Linked DNA regions of Zea mays: region 1 is linked to region 2. Evidence: chromatin contacts called from public Hi-C data. All regions are on one chromosome and are shown on one strand. The core of a region is the stretch at or near the end of the contact, and the rest is flanking DNA. Distances in the headings are between cores, read along the strand shown.

Region 1 (6,753 bases), core at 1,623-4,122, 48 kb before region 2:
GCGCCCCGCATGCTCTATGACGACGACGGCTCTCAGCCCCCTTACGAAAGCAAGGAGACGTCAGCAAGGACTCGACAGCCCCGACAGCTGTCCTTCCGCCAGGCTCCAGCGCTCCTCCGACGGCCACGACACCACACGAACCGGGTGCCAAAACCTCTCCGGCTGCCACGATGGCATGTACTTAGGGCACTAGCTCTTCTCCGCTAGACACGTTAGCACACTGCTACATCCTCCATTGTACACCTGGATCCTCTCCTTACGCCTATAAAAGGAAGGTCCAGGGCCCTCTTACAGAGGGTTGGCCGCGCGGGGAAGGACGGGACGTCGCTCGCGTAAGGCCTCTCGCTCCCTCCCGCGTGGACGCTTGTAACCCCCTACTGCAAGCGCACCCGACCTGGGCGCGGGACAAACACGAAGGCCGCGGGTTTCCCCTTTCACGCCTGTCTCCCTCTGGCTTTTCCCCCCTTCGTGCTCTGTCTCGCGCCGACCCATCTGGGCTGGGGCACGCGGCGACAATTTACTCGTCGGTCCAGGGACCCCCCGGGTTCAAAATGCCGACACATACACACACAAACAAAGAAGAGAGCGCAAGAACAAAACGGTAGAGTGACAACTCGGAAACGCGCTCAAATCTCTCTCAAACACTTCGAAGGCGTGGTCAAGGAGTCTCGGAGTTGTAGTGTGCTCTTAGAATGCTTGGTGTATTGGTAGAGGCGCCTATGGGCCTCTTTTATAGCCCTAAGGGGCCAAGGAGTCGTTGCCTTCTCCACAAGGAAACTTTCCTGTCTGCGAGCTCGCTGGACAGTCCGGTGCGCCACTGGATTTCCAGTTGCCAATGGTCGCCCGACAATCTGATTGACTGATTTCCTTTTTGATGTGACACTAGATAGTCTGGTGCGTCACCTGACAACTACCATGTGAGCTAGTCGTTGGCGGCTGGTGCCTACCCACGGAGAGAGCTATTTGAGATGATGTCCGGTGCACCACCGAACTCCACTGACAAGGTTCAATATGCCAACTGTAGAAGTCCTAAAAAACAACTTATTTGCGTAAGTGGTCTGGTGAGCCACCCGCGACACTCCGAACCGGTACGGCGTGCCATGTCTTCACAAACCCAAAAACATGCTCTCTGAAAAACTATTCTGGTGCACAACGGGACTGATCTAGTCATCTAGTGCACCAAGTTCCAGAAAACCCACAGGATATCTTCTCTGCATACTCGGTCAAGTGCACCACCGGACTGGTCTAGTGCACCGCAGAGCAGTAGACTTGATCTAAACTTGGGCTTCTTTTCATGTCTCCACTTGGTTCTTCTCTTGACAATTCAATGACTTTGACAAGTGGACCTTGAGTGTATCCACACATTCTAAGTGCACATTGGTTTCATTTAATCCTCCAACTCGTGCCTCTTTTCTTAAACCTTTTGCTCCAATAACGAAACCTCAAACTCTAAAACTGAGCAATCTTCTCACTTTATTGAGTTCCAATATGTTGCAATGGTCATCAAGAACATATACAAACACTGGGATGACCCAAAAATCCATTCCTGATTGATTTCTCACCTTTGGCTTCTTCTATCAAAGTTTGCACAACAAATGAGCCCTTCGAAGTTCTGTCTTTGATACCTTTAGCTTGAACTTGGGACCATGCACATCACTTGAGCTAGCAAACATTGAGCCTTATGACTTGAACCATCACAATATGTATGTGTTAAGTTGATGACTTTAAATAATGTCTTCTAATGTTTTGATCTTCAACACAACATAACTCTTCACAGTCTGATCATTCTTTTGACCTCCTGCAAGTACTTTCTTTTTCACTTCAGCTTTGGTCCTTCAAACCTAAAAGCCCACTGTTCTGACATAGGATATACGTCTTCTAATATAATTAGTTTGAGGTATAAGTAGGATGAGTCGGGGACGACATCGTCCACTCGTTTTTTTAAACCACGCCGGCACCAAAAAAATACTTCGGTGTTTATATCACCTCCGCGTGACTCATTCAAACACTATAAAAAATAATGGTCGTCACTTCTTATACGTACAACCAAACATACACTAAGATTTTGAACGGGTCGATGGTTTAGTACAGCCCAAATCGTCATGCCCAATTGGTCTTGACACTCCTGCCTGCTGGCAGTGCCGCGCCGATCAAACACAGAGACAATCAGCTGCCGGCGTAACGGGAACTTGTCCATCTCTCACGGCCTCGCCATCATGATGACACACGCTCGGCTCACACCGGAAAGGTTGCACGGGCTCGTCACGACAGGGCGCTGCGTCGACCGCACGCACGCACGCACGCTGCCGCCGGATCGGATCCACTACCAGCCCACTCGCGCGCTACGGGAGTTGAAGACAAAAAACCCTCGGCGAAGCAACGCGGCACACGCGTCCGCCTTCTTCCACGCCCGCGGTCCGCCCGCCAGGGATCCCGCCTGCTCGGACCATGAGCTCCCGAATTCCCCAAACTGTCCATGCCCGGATGCCCCCCGTGGGTGGAGTGGCGCGCGGATTGACGAGCCCCGGAGGCCGCGCCCGACGGCACGTGACCCCGCCTCGAGCAGGACACCGTCTGCCCCGATCGGGGCTGCCACCGCCGTCGGATCCGATCGGGATTAACCTCGCCGCGGGCTGCGGATAAGCGCTGTGGTTAGAATACTACTAATCTCCATCGGCCCTCGGGTTAATTAGGGCAGCGATTCGAGATGAGGGCGAGCAGGCAAGAGCAGGGCACATGCCATGTGACGTGACCCCACCACCACTCCCTTCCCTCACCTACAGCTGTTAATTTGCTCCCGTCTCCTCCACTCTCCCTCTCTTTCACTGTTGCTTCTTCCTTCCTTGTGCTTCTCTCTCTAGGTATAGCAGCCCATTCTCCACACTCCCCCACCTCCCTCCTGCACTCACCATCTCCTCCCCACCTCTCCCTCCCTCCCGTACCATCTCGTCGGCTCCTCCCCCGTCGCCGTCCCGCTTCTTTAATGGTTTTATAAGGTAGCGCGCTAGCTCATGGAATCTCCGGGGCTGGTGCTGGTCGCTGTAGTGGCACTCTTCGTCGTCGTCGTGGCGGCCACCGCCTCCGACGGCGACGATGCCCAGCTGCTGGAGCAGTTCAAGGAGGCCGTGCCTAGCCAGGCCCCGGACCTGCGCGGGTGGAGCGCCAGCGATGGCGCCTGCAGGTTCCCAGGCGCCGGCTGCAGGGGCGGTCGCCTCACGTCGCTGTCGCTCGCCGCCGTCCCGCTCAATGCCGACTTCCGGGCCGTCGCGGCCACCCTGCTGCAGCTGAGCAGCCTCGAGACGCTCAGCCTGCGCGGCACCAACGTCAGCGGCGCGCTGGCCGCCGCGCCGAGGTGCGGGGCCAAGCTGCAGTCGCTCGACCTGTCAGGGAATGCCGGCCTGCGGGGCACCGTCGCCGACGTCGAGGCGCTGGCCGCTTCCTGCACCGGCCTTAGCGCTCTGAACCTCTCCGGCGGTTCGGTCGGTGGGCCGAGGTCTGCCGGCGCTGTCGCTTCTTCCGGATTTGGCCGGCTAGACGCTCTCGACTTGTCCGACAACAAGATCTCCGGCGATGGCGACCTCCGGTGGATGGTGGGCGCCGGCGTCGGCGCGGTCCGCCGTCTGGACCTCTCCGGGAACAAGATCTCTCGGCTCCCAGAGCTCACCAACTGCTCTGGGCTTGAGTACCTCGACCTCTCCGGCAACCTCATCGCGGGCGAGGTAGCCGGCGGGATTCTCGCTGACTGCCGTGGCCTGAGAACGCTCAACCTCTCAGGCAACCACCTGGTCGGCCCGTTCCCGCCGGACGTCGCCGCCCTCACCGCTCTCACCGCGCTAAACCTGTCAAACAACAACTTCTCCAGCGAGCTCCCCGCCGACGCTTACAACGAACTACGGCAGCTCAAGGTGCTGTCCCTCTCCTTCAACCACTTCAACGGCACCATTCCGGACTCCTTGGCAGCGCTGCCGGAGCTCGACGTGCTGGACCTCAGCTCCAACACCTTCTCCGGCACCATCCCTTCGTCCATCTGCCAAGGCCCCAACTCCAGCCTCCGCATGCTGTACCTCCAGAACAACTACCTCTCCGGCGCCATCCCGGAGTCAATCTCCAACTGCACCAAGCTCGAATCTCTCGACCTCAGCCTCAACAACATCAACGGCACCCTTCCCGCATCCCTCGGAAAACTCCGGGAGCTCCGGGACCTCATTCTGTGGCAGAACTTGTTGGAGGGCGAGATTCCGGCGTCCCTGGAAAATTTGGTCAGGCTCGAGCATCTCATCCTCGACTACAACGGGCTCACCGGTGGCATCCCGCGGGAACTCTCCAAGTGCAAGGAGCTGAACTGGATATCCTTGGCGAGCAACCAGCTGTCTGGTCCGATCCCGGCTTGGCTTGGGCAGCTCAGCAACTTGGCCATCTTGAAGCTGAGCAACAATTCCTTCTCGGGGCCAATACCGGCTGAGCTTGGCAACTGCCAGAGCTTGGTCTGGCTGGACTTGAACAGTAACCAGCTTAAAGGGTCAATACCGGCGGAACTGGCAAAACAGTCTGGGAAGATGAACGTCGGCCTTGTCCTTGGGCGGCCATATGTGTATCTTCGAAATGACGAGCTGAGCAGCGAGTGCCATGGCAAGGGGAGCTTGCTAGAGTTCACCAGCATTCGGCCTGAAGAGCTCAGCCGGATGCCAAGCAAGAAGCTGTGCAACTTCACTCGGGTGTACATGGGGAGCACAGAGTATACCTTCAATAAGAATGGATCCATGATATTTCTGGATTTGTCATTTAATCAACTCGACTCGGAGATCCCAAAGGAGCTTGGGAACATGTACTACCTCATGATCATGAATCTTGGGCACAACTTACTGTCTGGCGTCATCCCACCAGAACTAGCTGGTGCCAAGAAGCTTGCGGTACTTGACCTGTCACACAACCAGTTACAAGGGCCTATTCCCAACTCCTTCTCAACGTTGTCCTTGTCGGAGATCAACCTTTCAAATAATCAGCTGAATGGTTCAATTCCAGAGCTGGGTTCGCTGTTCACATTCCCGAGGATTTCATATGAGAATAACTCTGGTCTTTGTGGCTTCCCACTGTTGCCATGTGGGCACAATGCTGGCTCAAGTTCTTCAGGTGACCATCGATCCCACCGGACCCAGGCTTCGCTCGCAGGTAGTGTTGCTATGGGACTCTTGTTCTCGCTGTTCTGTATAGTTGGTATTGTCATCATAGCCATTGAGTGCAAGAAGCGGAAGCAGATCAATGAAGAGGCAAGTACCTCCCGTGACATATACATTGATAGCCGGTCACATTCTGGGACAATGAATTCCAATTGGAGACTCTCTGGTACTAATGCTCTCAGCGTCAACCTCGCTGCATTTGAGAAGCGACTGCAGAAGCTAACTTTTAATGATCTTATTGTGGCAACGAATGGCTTCCACAATGATAGCCAAATCGGGTCTGGTGGTTTTGGGGATGTCTATAAGGCCCAGCTCAAGGATGGAAAGGTTGTTGCAATCAAGAAGCTTATACATGTGAGTGGCCAAGGTGACCGGGAGTTTACAGCAGAAATGGAGACCATCGGGAGGATCAAACACCGCAATCTTGTTCCGCTCCTTGGCTACTGCAAGTGTGGCGAGGAGCGGCTGTTGGTTTATGATTACATGAGGTTTGGCAGCTTGGAAGACGTGTTGCATGACCGAAAAAAGATCGGGATCAAGCTAAATTGGGCAGCAAGGAAAAAGATCGCCATTGGGGCTGCAAGGGGATTGGCATACCTCCACCACAACTGTATACCGCACATCATACACCGAGACATGAAGTCAAGCAATGTGCTTATCGATGAGCAGTTAGAGGCAAGGGTATCCGATTTCGGTATGGCAAGGATGATGAGCGTGGTGGATACCCACCTGAGCGTGTCCACTCTCGCCGGCACTCCAGGCTACGTGCCGCCAGAGTACTACCAGAGCTTCAGATGCACTACCAAGGGCGATGTGTATAGCTATGGCGTTGTATTGCTCGAGCTGCTCACTGGGAAACCGCCTACAGATTCAACCGACTTCGGCGAGGACAACAATCTCGTAGGATGGGTCAAACAACACTCAAAGTCGAAGCTGGCAGATCTGTTTGACCCTGTACTACTGGTGGAGGATCCGGCCTTGGAGCTCGAGCTACTAGAGCACCTGAAAATCGCCTGTGCGTGCTTGGATGACCGACCATCCAAGCGCCCGACGATGCTTAAAGTCATGGCGATGTTCAAGGAGATGCAGGCCAGTTCGGCTGTGGACTCGAAGACCTCAGCATGCACGGTCGCCGTGGATGATGCGTGTTTTGGCGACGTGGAGATGACGACCCTGAAAGAAGACAAGGAGGAGAAGGACTAGAGCAAGGCCCACCGACACGCGAGAAGCTGCCCTTGGTTCCTGCCCAGGGCCGAGCGGCAGCTACACGGTCAGTCAGATCTCAGATGCAAAAAAACAAAATCAAAAAAACGCCCGTAGGAATCAGTTGGTCAGGACACCATTCGAAGCATCTTCTTGAGCTTAGCATTCCCTTCTGACGGTACAAGACAGAAGTTTTTTTTTCCCTTGTAGCTTCGCAAAGCTGAAGATGTTATGTACCTATGGGAGTAGGTCGATTTTCTTTTCTTTTCTTTTAATCCTTAATCATCTCTTCTCGTCACACTTTAGTAAGAGCTGTGTATGTACATATATAAATGGTGGTTTTTCCTCGGTGCCAAATCCATTTTCGTTTCAT
Region 2 (6,552 bases), core at 3,440-5,939:
TAGCTCCCAATCCTTAATACAGGATAAGACCTCAACCATATATGTTGTTAGTCGTCGTCGTCGCTCCTCGAGCACCCTGCCAGCAAGACTAAATGTAGATTCTGAAGATATGGTAGAAGCAGGAACAGTCAAAACATCTTTAGCAAGAAGAGCAAGAATAGGATAAGTAAGCTTATGCCTCTGCCACCAATTAAGAATGTTGAAGTCTGCACCAAATTGGGTGACAGTATCACTGTCTAGGTAAGAAGACAGTTCAGAGATGGATGCTGCAGTAGATGCAATAGGAGTAGAACTACTTCCTAGTACAATATCATCATCCCCATAAATATCATCCCATGCCTCTTTTGCCTTAGACTCACTACCACTAGCTAATACATGTTGTCCACGCAAGAGTGTGTCACCATACTTGCATTCATACAACTGAAATGTCTTTGTTAACTTAGCACGAATAGATTGTGGAAATCTAGAGTAATCAGTTCCAGTTAGACTAGCCAATCGTAGAAGAAGTTTATGAAACCCCCTCATCTTTGCTCTTGGATCCAAAATGAAAGCAAATGCATAAAGAATTGGTATTTTCCTCCAATATTTTAGATACTTAGTTTTCATAGGAATAATGGCTTCCCTAAGTAGATGATCATTCTCAAAAGCATTTAGATGTCTACCAATTTTTAGTATATGATGCAACATTAAGGGAGATGTGGGGTAATAAATACCAGACAGTGCAACAGTTGAATCATAAAATAGTTCAAGAAAAGACAACACTTTATCTGCAATGTACCAATGATCATCTGTTAACAAAGGAGAACCATCTGAACTCAATGGATGATTACTTTGGATAAAGATAGAAAATGTGCTTTTGTATGGAACAACATGCTTAAGCATCAAGTAAGTAGAGTTCCATCTAACATCCATGTCAACACCAAACTTACGAGGACGAACACCTTGACTCAAACAGACCATTTTATATGCAGCAATACGTTGATTGGAAGCATTCAAGAAAGTAATAGCAGTTCTGAAATCATTAAGATAAGGCTTCATGCGCTTCAAACCAGATTTAACAATAAGATTAATAATGTGGCATGCACATCTTTGATGCAAAAAAATAGACCTCAAATCTTCACCATCATCTAAGTCAAATTGGTGAGTGCTACCAAAGTCAAGGTAACCAGTGAACATAGGTTGAAGAAGGGACATGGCAGTTTTGTTTGATGAAGCATTGTCTAATGTAATTGCAAAAATTTTATCTGATATGCCATAATCATCTACAACCATGGAAACATGTTCAGCAATATTGGAACCAGTATGTGCAGACTCAATAGGTCTTAGACCAAGCAACCTTTTTTCCAAACCCCAATCAGAATTCACATAATGAGCAACAACACTAATGTAATCTTCTTTGGCTTTACCAGACCAAATATCAGAAGTGAGTGCCACAGAAGATACTGAGGATTTTAAAGTTTCAATTAGACTCTCCATTCGTCCATTGTAATGTTTAATTAAATCTCTAGCAATTGTTTGCCTAGAAGACCTAACAAACCTAGGGTTATGCGCACGGGTGATATACTCATGAAAAGCATCAGACTCGGCAAAACATAAAGGCAAATCTTCTCTAGCTATCAACCGACACATTTCCATTCGTGCAACTGAAGCTGAATACTCCCAACGTTGCACAGACCCATCAGGATTGAATTTAAGGACTGACTGTACTATACCAGCTCGATCATGCTCAATCTTAGCTTTACAATGTTGTTGGTGCCTAAGCAAATGTCCAGTACCAGAGGAAGATCTAGCAGACAAGGTAGTCTTGCAGTGTTTGCAAATGGCAGAGATCCTTACCTTCTTACCTTTGTCGTCTACACCAGTTACCTCATCAAAGTCAGACCATACTCTGGAAGTGGGTAGCCTCTTCCTGGATCGGGTGTCACGAACAGTGCTACCACTACCAGTGGCAGCGGGGCTCGAAGACCCCGTCACTGTCCCGGCCATGGTCGGTGTTGGCTGTGGCTCCACCGCGTCGATGTTGACAGCAGCATCCACATTATGGCCAAACAACGCCATCTCATCAAGGTGCTCATTGTAATCCTCAAGTGCATGCTCCTCAGCCTCGGCGGCCGCCTCGGCGGCCGGATCAACATCCATCTAGGGATTTTGACCGGCTCCTCACGGCGTCACCGGCTCCTCAACGGCCTTCAATACATAGAAAATGGAAGAACAAATTACAATAAAAACAAGTAGGAGCACGGAGCACCAAACAAGTAGGAGCACAAGTTAGGGTTTCACCTGACTGACCGGAGCACCGGATCCGCCAGCGAGGGGCCACCAGAGGGGACGTGGCTTGAGCTTGAGAGAGGAAAATAGGAGCAGAATATGGATCTTGGCCGGGACAGAGGGGAACGAAGTAGTTAGGGTTTCAGAGTGAAGGTAGAATGCTAGATCTAGGGGAATAACCGAATAGAACTTCACGAGAACAGCTATATCAGGACTCAGGAGCACCGAGCAGCACACAAGCAAGCACCAAAAAAGTCGCCGTCGACGGACACCAATTTAGGGTTACGAGTTAAGACAGATTCGACTTACAGTTTCAGCGACAGAGCGAGAGGGGAGATCACCGGAGTCGGAGCCGGAGCCGGAGAGATCACCGGAGGGACGAGCGACGGCGCCAGAGAGAGCGACGGTGAAGAGAGGAGAGAGCTGGAGAGGGACGAGCGAGGAGCGACGGTGTGTGAGACAGTGAGAGAATGAGAGTAGTGAGTGAGAGAGGAGAGGATATTTCTCTCCCGGACGGGCCTTATACGGGCCGGCGGTTACACGGGTCGTGCTCGGGCCAGGCACGCCGTGCTACACTTGCGGCCCAAGCACGGCACGGCTGCCGTGCCGGGCCGGCCCGAGCCCGTTAGCCACCGTGCCGGGCCGGGTCCGTGCCGGGCTTTTTTCGTGCCGGGCTCCGGGCCGCCCGCCTGGCCCGACCCGCTTGGACATGTATAGTCATCAGTCAGATCACTGCTCACACCGGCCGCGACCGCCTGGTACTGGAGCGAGCGACCTGCGGCCAGCCGTGTCCGTTGGACGGACTCGCGCGGACCCGATCAGACGGATGCATGCATGGGAAGTGAGGTGACCGCACGGAATGGACGACGGTGGGTACTACGTACGCAGTACGCCACTCTGCTGCGGGCTGCGGCGCTACCGCGCTATCAACCTAATCCCTGCGATTTCCTATTAGTTGTCGTTTTGGATAAGGTTCGAGTCAAACTTATAAAATTTTGACTATAAATAACTATTTTGTTATTTAGTTTTGGAACCTAATATTTATATGCGCCAATTTATCATAAAAAGTACTTTTATAAAAGTATAAATGTATTAAGAGTTCATTTGTATTTTAACAAAAAACATTGGTCAAAGTTATATTTTGGAGACCGTGTCGTTGTCCTAAACGACAACTAATAAGAAACCGGAGGGAGTACAGATTTTTGAGAAACCCAAAATTAATTAATAAAACCGCCGGAGCTCTTTTTTAGGCTACTTTGGGAACAGTATTTTTTTCAAGAGGTTTCTATTTTCTAAGAGAAATTAGTTCATTTTATTTTAGAAAAATATGAATCTTATGATAGAATAGAGTTCATAAACTAACCCTTAAGCCTTGTTCGGTTAGCTTTCAATTCATATGGATTGAGTGGGATTAGATGAGTTTAAATCACAAACAAGTTAAAGTTCTTTTAAATTTTTCTAAATTTTTTCTAATCTCATCCAATCCATATATAATAGGAATAATCGAACGAGGTCTTATCGGAATTCTCCAAATCTCTAATGGTATGAGCCACGTCCTGCACCGGTCGATATGATGATGGGCATGCATGACAGATGACGGACGAACTTGCGTGGCTGAGAACTCCTCACTGGAGTGATGAGATGGACGCAGACGACTCCCCCTCCTCCCGTCCCGTTCCATTCCAATCAATCAGGCCAAGACGCCCGATGGGTTTAGAGTCATTGGATTGGATGCTCGCTGCTACCTGATGGCTGAAAGCAGCGGCCAGTGTGAGTAGAGTAGCATGCATGCATGCTTAGATTAGGGTCAGGTCACAGCTCACGACTCGTGTGTTCTTCGTCCTGACCGTGGAGAAGATCAGAAGAGAGATAACAATCCGCACCTCTCCAGTTCCTCCTTGGTGCTGAACTGCTGATCGCAGTTCCCACTTCCCACCTGTACGCCCAGCGTTGGCAGGCAGGTGACGACTGTGCATGCGCCTGCATCGGTCTGGGTCTGCTGCCTGTCGTTACGAAGAGGAGGCAGGAGGAGGCGAGGACTGACGACAAGAGATAAACAAAAAGCAAAACTGTTGCCCCTGCCCATCTGATACCGAACAACTCAATGCATGTCGGCGGCGATGTCGTCGCGTCGCGCGAAAACTCTCTCTCTGGCCCAGCCCAGCAGGCGGGCGGCAAGGGCAACCCCCTCGCATTATTGGCTTCACAACGATGGAGAAGTCTGCTGTCTTCTGAGATGCGGATGGACGATGGAGGAGTCTGTCTTCTGAGATGGGGATGGAGAGAACAAGTCTGACGGTGCGACTCCCTCCCACACGGCAAACACGCCGGATACTGAAAGCGCACCGCACATGGCGAGAGCGCGAGAGACACACGCAAAGCCCAGGCCTGCAGGCTGCAGCGCGTGCGGCAGCCCAGGTAACGCCTGGACTGGGCGTTCCCCACTCCCCAGGCTCTCGGATCGATCCATGCGTCCATCCACACTGTCGTCACATGACCTGTCTCGGCGACCTCAAATGTCCGCAGGGTGGCTCAACTTGCGTGCACCCAGCTGTTTGTGTCTGTGCACTCGTTCGCAGATGTCGCTGCCGCCACCAGGGATCAGTGCCAGCGCTTCATTCGCTCACTACGATGCTTTGTTTACCGTCAACAAAAGTAAATCGTTCACTAGAGATTTCATACCACATTCCTTGATCACCAAACGGAAGGGAAGGTTGTCGTGTATAGTAGGACAATTCGGCAAGGTTAGACCTGCCGATATGGTAGAGAGTCGGTGCCGATCGGATCCACAACAACATCGAGGTAGAACGTGATGATATCATATTGAGAACTACGTTATCACGGATCACCAGATCTGTTTCCTTCCCTTCCGTCAACAAATTAGACGCAAAAAGATGTGAAAGACCTATCTCCCTTTTCAGAATCACGATAGAGAGCACACGAGACACGTGATGTATGGTTAGACGTCTGACATCTTTCTCTTCTATATCTTATTACGAAGGGGTGCATGTTATTTATATAGATGAAGTGAGACCCTCATGGGACGGTATTTGTCCACATAATTCTAATTCTAATTAGGGTTTCATAACAGTTTCGTCTAGCTTGCAGTGGAAAAAACTCATGACGCGCGGTCCAACAGAGTGAATGGAAGCCTATATACATAGATGAAATACTATAGTTTTGGAGCCTCATAGAAAAGCCAATTTTTATGCCCAAATTTGCAATTTCTCCAACAACATCAACATGTCTAAAAGGCTTCTGGCGTTGCCCTAACCTTTCGGCCTCTTTATCCAACACAAGCCGCCCATTTTCGTTATCCATGCGCCTCCTGCGTCGGGCCACGGCCTGCTGGGCCTTTGAGAAGTTCTATGCCTCAACATCCATCGAGGCCTCCTACGAAAGAACAGAACTACGGTCCAAAAACGCTCAAGATATTTCTTGTTCTTGTCAAACCTACCCCACAGTTTTGCTCCAATTCTTGTTCGGTATATCACGATGAACTTTATCCTGCGAATTGTGATGCCACCACGATCTTGGAATAACGCGCGTGCCACTAAACCCACTGGCCACTGTAGGCTGTGTAGTGTAGCGCTGCCGAAGCTAGCTTCTTTTTTCGTCGCTGTCGGTAGGGCTGGAAAATAAGCTCGAGGCTCGCGAGCCGGCTCGAGCTCGGAGCGGCTCGCGAGCCTCGAGCGAGCCGAGCCGAGCCTGCCTTTTGGACTCGTTCCCGTAGCGAGCCGAGCCGAGCTGGCTCGCGAGCCGGCTCGCGAGCTCTGTCAAATTACTTAATATGTATAATACTGGTGGATATTGGCTAGTTTTATAGGTTATCAATTTATTTCTTAGCTTTCATGATAGATATATGACAATTAATAATTTGGATTCCTCATAATAATGAATTATATTTTATATTTCACATTTATATACTAATAATTCACTATATAATACAATTAAATAATATCAGGGTGTGGCTCGCGAGCCGAGTCGAGCCGGCTCGCGAGCCGCCTTCGAGCCGAGCCGAGCCTGGTTCCTCAGCTCGTGAAATGGTCGAGCCGAGCCGAGCCGAGCTAGATCAGCCAACAAGCTGCACCGAGCCGAGCCGAGCCGAGCTCGGCTAGGCTCGTTTCCAGCCCTAGCTGTCGGTGTGACTGCTGAACGTAATAATAACACTGCACTGGTGGTTTTCGGTCGCTCTCGGTTCATGCATGATGCATCTGTTCAGATCTCGCGTACAGTACTGTGAATGGATCATGGATGGGCTGGGCAGCAGCTTGTCATGGCGTG

Evidence for each region. A called contact is a pair of places that touch in the nucleus more often than the background predicts.
Region 1: a Hi-C map of tassel shows a contact between it and region 2, with 4 times the contacts expected there. The contact joins the promoter of LOC103636232 here to the enhancer-like site in region 2. A contact is called at or near these places in 7 of 25 Hi-C or Micro-C datasets (bundle sheath, ear, leaf and 2 more).

Annotation. Positions count from the first base shown.
Region 1 is chr8:159,137,180-159,143,932 of Zm-B73-REFERENCE-NAM-5.0, reverse strand. It overlaps LOC103636232 (brassinosteroid LRR receptor kinase), which reads left to right and starts at 2,872. Exons shown (of 1, transcript NM_001322851.1): 1 at 2,872-6,716. The coding sequence starts at 3,012. The coding sequence ends at 6,380.
Region 2 is chr8:159,091,333-159,097,884 of Zm-B73-REFERENCE-NAM-5.0, reverse strand. No RefSeq gene overlaps it. Among protein-coding and RNA genes, the nearest start is that of LOC100193403, 17 kb to the right of the region's middle. Within about 2 kb of position 4,689, at least 20 of the 20 cell types and tissues checked have an H3K27ac peak or open chromatin away from gene starts, as enhancers often do. A contact at or near this core is called in bundle sheath, ear, leaf and 2 more, where this site is marked.